Regions from separate parts of the Mus musculus genome. Here region 1 is linked to region 2. Evidence: chromatin contacts called from public HiCAR-type data. All regions are on one chromosome and are shown on one strand. The core of a region is the stretch at or near the end of the contact, and the rest is flanking DNA. Distances in the headings are between cores, read along the strand shown. Region 1 holds the start of Platr4 (pluripotency associated transcript 4). Region 2 has its middle 17 kb from the start of Pgrmc2.

Region 1 (2,700 bases), core at 141-2,640, 390 kb before region 2:
ACATATAAATAAAAACACTAGAAAAAAATGAAGGTGAAGAGAAATAACGTCACAGAAAAATCATTCAAAGAATGCAGGATTTATTTCTGTTAAAGAGGCAAGAGAATGATTTTTTTCCTAAATTGAAATGGCCAATTGTTCCACAAGAAGAAAGAGAAGTGTAAGACAGGACCTGAATGTGTATTTTCATGGGCTCAAAGAAGGTGACTGAGATTGAATGGATTTATTTATAACGTTTTATTTATTTTATTTTATTTTTCATTTATTTTATTATTATATATTTTCTTTATTTACATTTAAAATGTTATTCCCTTTCCTCATTTCCCCTCTGAAAACCCCCTATTCTATCCCCCCTCACTGCTCACCAACCCACCTACTCCAGCTTCCTTGTCCTGGCATTCCCCTACACTGGGACATGGAGCCTTCACAGGACCAAGGACCTCTCCTCTCATTGATGTCACATAAGGTTTTTTTTTAATCTATCTATCTATCTATCTATCTATCTATCTATCTATCTATCTATCTATCTATCTATCTATCTATCTATCTAATGTTTTTTTCGAGACAGAGTTTCTCTGTGTAGTCCCGGAAATCCGCCTGCCTCTGCCTCCCAAGTGCTGGGATTAAAGGGGTGCGCCACCACCGTCTAGCAAGGTTTTATTTTTAAAGGGAAAAATTTCACCAAACAATGGTGAAAATGCACCACAGAGGCACAGGGCTGTGAACAAAAGCAGAATTTGATTTTCTTTAAGTTGATGGCTTCTTAAGTCTTGCAGTGATAAAATGCTCGGACGGAAGCAACATGGAGGAGACAGGGTTTGTTCTAGCACACAGCTCTGGTGTGGAACTGTGTGGAGAAGCCACAGAGGCGGGAGTTTGCGATAACATTGTATCTGCAGTCAAGAGCGGACTGCACCGAAGGCTTGCTCACATGATTGAGGTCAGATTGCGTTCTCCACTCTTACACTACCCAGAATCCCCTTCCCAAGGACTAGTGCCACTGCAATGGGCAAGTTCCCCACCTCAATAAAGATAACCCTACATCATATTTTACAGGTAAGCATTGATATAAATATTTCAGAAATTACATGATAATCCATAGATAATTAATTTTCTCATTGCTCATTATATATTCACTTTCATACTACCAACCGTAATTTTAGTTTTGGAGTTGTTATGTTAAAATTGTGTGCATAGCTTGACACATGCCTGTTGGGAATTGGTTCTAATGCTTTGAATTAATTCAGTCCCCTAAATCGGGAATCTGCAGGGCCAAACCCTGAAGGTCCTTGTTCTCAATTGGCTTTTGGTCGATCAATATAGAACCAATAGCCAATGGCTGGGCAGGTAGACTGAGGCGGGACTTGGAGGCAAGCCGGGAGAGAGGGAGGAGAAAGAGATCGCCATGATGGGGAAGAAGGAAGAGGAGACCTAAAGGCCAGCTGACATGTGAGAATCAGGGAAAGTGGCCACACGGGCCACTTCCACAGCTGTGTTTGAGGTAGCAGAGATAAAATAGAGATTTTAAAAGATGTTTACTCGGGAGTAACAGAGGGGATTGTTTGCTAGCTGCGGGAAGGATTAGAACTGCCCAGCCTTTGGGCTAGTAAAGGTGTATTAAAAGTAACTGGTGTGTGTGGGGAGGGTGGGGTGAAGCGAGCACATGTGACCATCCGGGAGCAACGTGGTTAGCCAAAGTACCGCTACACATGCCTGTTTGTGGTCCTAGAATTTGGAAAGGGGGAGGGAGCTTGAAAAGTTAGATATCAATGCTCTCTCTCTCTCTCTCTCTCTCTCTCTCTCTCTCTCTCTGTGTGTGTGTGTGTGTGTGTGTGTGTATAGAACCCGTTTTTAATCCCAGCACTCAAGAGGCAGAAGCAGAGGGAGGTGGTCTCTGAATTTGAGGCCAGCCTGGTTTACACAATATATTCCAGGTCAGCCAGAGCTACAAAAATCATCTTGAAAACCCTAAAGAGGTCTGGTGAGATGGCTTAGTGGTTGGGAGCACTGACTGCTCTTCCAGGGGTCCTGAGTTCAATTCCCACCAACCACATGGTGGCTTACTGTAATGGGATCCAGTGCCCTCTTCTGGGGTGTCTGAAGACGGCAACTGTGTACTCACATGCATACAAATACATAAATAAATAAATTGTTTAAAAAGTTGACTATATATAAAAAAAGGGGGGGGGAGAAATCCTAAGGAAAAAAGAAAAAAGAAAAGAAAAATTTGAGGTCAGTTTGAAAACCCTCTTAAAGAAGATTAGGGGAAAAAAAGTAAACAAAGGCTGGGGGTGTAGTTTGGTTGGTACAGTGCTGGCCAGCAGCCAGAATGTCCTGGATTCAGCTAATCTTTTGGTTGCCAAAACCAGGCATGGTGAAAGAGCTCTAGCCAGCAGCCATGGGTGTGGGAGGATCAGAAGTTCAAGGTCATTCGCAGACTTCGTGGAGAGTTTGAGGCTACTCTGGGCTTTAAGAGACCCTGACCCTGTCTCAAAATAAACAAAAGAGAAATATCAAAAAATAAAATATTTCAGAGAAATAACTAAGTTTCTTATAAAAATTAATTCATACATCTTATGCATATGAATATTTTGTATGTACGTCTATTTGTCACATTCTTGCTTGGTGCCCCAGAAGGCCAGAAGAGTTCATCAGATCCTCGGGATCTGGAGTTACAGATGGTTATGAGCCACCATGTGG
Region 2 (2,700 bases), core at 30-2,529:
CTCATTTATAAGGTACTTGAAGACTGAATCCAGCACCTTGTATGTTCTAGGCAAGCACTCAACCAACGCAATCACATCCCCAACCCAAGCTGTCCTTCTTTTTATGTAAACTTTACCCCTGAGGATTTTCTTACAGTAACAGAAAGCTAACACAGCACATGGAAATACTTAACTAAAAATACTAAGTCGGGGTGGGGGAGACCTAAGCATTTCAAGAACTACATAAGTAATAATTTACATTTATGTAAATTAACACTCATGCCTCAATAAAACTTTAGGATCTTTATTCTTTTAAAAGCTCTTATTTTGAGACAATTTCAAACTATGAAAATGTTGATGTATTCCCAGCATGGAAAAATACTTTATGGCATATAAAAAAATAAATGACTATTAAAGTAGCAGCAGGAATTTTGGAAAATGTAAAATATGCCATATAAGTCTCTGAAATAAAGGGAGAGGAAGGTTGCAGTTGAGGGTCTTAAAAACCAAGATGGACAGGTGAGGCCAGCTCCCTGGGCACATCCTAGGGGTGGCTTCAGGCTCTGCCATTTTGTTTACACCTGGACTGAAGCCAGGGCTTCTGGAAATTGGCCCCTTCTCCCCAAGATAGCAGGGCACTTGGACAGAAATGCACAGTTGGAACGACCTTATGGATCTTTTACATTTTTTGATAAGTGAGAATCATAAATGCCTGACTGCTGGCTTAGGGGACTTATCACCAAGAGGTCATGAGGCTCTTGTTAAGAGAGTGGATATGATATCAGAGGGCTGGACTCCAGCCCCGTGACTGTGAGGACAGTCAGGATTAAGCAACAGAAATGGCAGAGAAAAGTAGAGACAGAGATCCCCTAAAGACATAATGACAGAGCCTCACTGCTCTGTAGTCCTGTACTGGACAGACAGATGCTGTTGCCTGCAGATCCTCCAACAGCCATGGAGGCTGAGCTCATGCTATCTTATGCTACATTTTCCTGTGTGACACAGCTCACTAAAGGATACCTACTTCCGGGGCCTTAAAACAAACAACAATGAAGGGTCTCAGGTACCCAAGAGCATTCTCAAACTCACTATGTAGCAGAGAATGGCCTTGAACTTCTGATGTTAGCAGTCCACCACCCAAGGGTCAGAATTACAGGTACCTTGCAGTACACACCTGTTTTAAGCAATGTTGCTGTTTGAACCAAGGTCTCCTGCACAGGAGGTGAGCACCCTACTGAGACACACACCTGGCCTCTATTGGGCCCTTTCTAATGGAGACATCTCCATGAAAAAGAAGGGCATGTGCCCTGCCTAATGCAAGATGGAAAAGCTGAACAGTTTGTTCCTCCAAAAGCTTAAGAGTGGAAGGCCTGGAATCTGGGCCAACAATCAGAGACGTCCCTTTTCTTCCTTCCTCATTTTCTTTCTATTTTATGTTTCAAGGAACTCCCAGAGGATGGCAGGACCCCTCTCTTGACAGCTTTGCAGATGAAACTTCTTTCCATTTGAAAGGTTTTACATTGTCACTTGCCTGGTGTGGAGCACATCTGTAATCAGAGCACTCAGGGGACTAGGGTAGGAGGATTGCCGTGAGTACCAGGCCCAGGCCGGCCACTGAAGAAACTGAAGGAAGGAAGAGGTCAAATTAAAAACAGAATTCCCATGTGTATTTTGGTCTGAGATTTAATATTCTTTATATTGAAGTTAATTACTGATTTAACCTTTACATCTAATAATAAAAAAATGAATGTTTGAGTTCTAAAATTTACCATCTACCATCTGAATCAGAGTTCTCTAAACCCTCATCCAGAATTCTGTTTTTTTAATTCATTATTAGTGGTGTGTGTGTGTGTGTGCGCGCAGATACATGCTCACATGAAGGCCAAAGGGCAACTTTGGGGTTTTTGCTCCCAATTCCATAGCATGGTCTTCAGATACCAAAACTTCTTGCTAAATACAGTCTGAAATCATCTGCAGGATGCTGTGGCCAGCATCTCCATTCAGCCTCAACTCTCTGTCTCTGTCTGTCTGTCTGTCTATCTGTCTATTTATCTATCTATCTCTATTTCTCTGTAGAACAAGCTAATCTAGAACTCACTATGTAGCCCAAGCTAGCTTCAAACCCTTCATCCTCTGGTTTGAGTCTCCCAGGTGCTGTAGTGTGTCTCCATGCCAAGTGCTCAATGCTCTTTACCAGCTAGCTCTCAACAAGGACTGGATATCTTTTGAAGACAAGGTCCAAAGAATATTTATCTTTAAAACCCCACGCCCGGAAGAGTGACTGGCTAGGAGTAAGAAGATATAGTACAATGGGGGCTGGAGAGCTGATGACCTAATGGCTAAGAGAATGAATTGCTTTTATAGAGGACCTGAATTCACTTCCTAGCACCCAAGCTGGGCAGTTCATAACCACCTGTAACTCCAGCTCCAGGGGACCCAACACCCTCCTCTGGCTTCTGAGGACCCCTGCAAACACATGCATATAGTCACAACTACACACACACATAATTTAAAATAAAACATTTTTAAAAAGATGTTGAAGTAAGATGCCTAGGGAAGATGCCAGAATTAAAACATTCATGAGTCTCATGCCCAAGCTAATATTATTTATCCCACCATTTTTATATAATTAGTATTACTATAATTATCCTGGTTTACAACCTAATAGATAGTTAGATGAATTGTTCTATGTGCAGGCTTTGCTTTCTGCTCAATAGCTCT

The links. HiCAR-type assays count read pairs that join an accessible place to other places.
Region 1: a HiCAR-type map of embryonic stem cells shows a contact between it and region 2, with 2.6 times the contacts expected there. The contact joins the promoter of Platr4 here to the enhancer-like site in region 2.

The regions. Positions count from the first base shown.
Region 1 is chr3:41,491,889-41,494,588 of GRCm38.p6, reverse strand. It overlaps Platr4 (pluripotency associated transcript 4), which reads left to right and starts at 1,390. Exons shown (of 2, transcript NR_040385.1): 1 at 1,390-1,501.
Region 2 is chr3:41,098,395-41,101,094 of GRCm38.p6, reverse strand. No RefSeq gene overlaps it. Among named protein-coding and RNA genes, the nearest start is that of Pgrmc2, 17 kb to the right of the region's middle. Within about 2 kb of position 1,279, at least 9 of the 459 cell types and tissues checked have an H3K27ac peak or open chromatin away from gene starts, as enhancers often do. A contact at or near this core is called in embryonic stem cells, where this site is marked.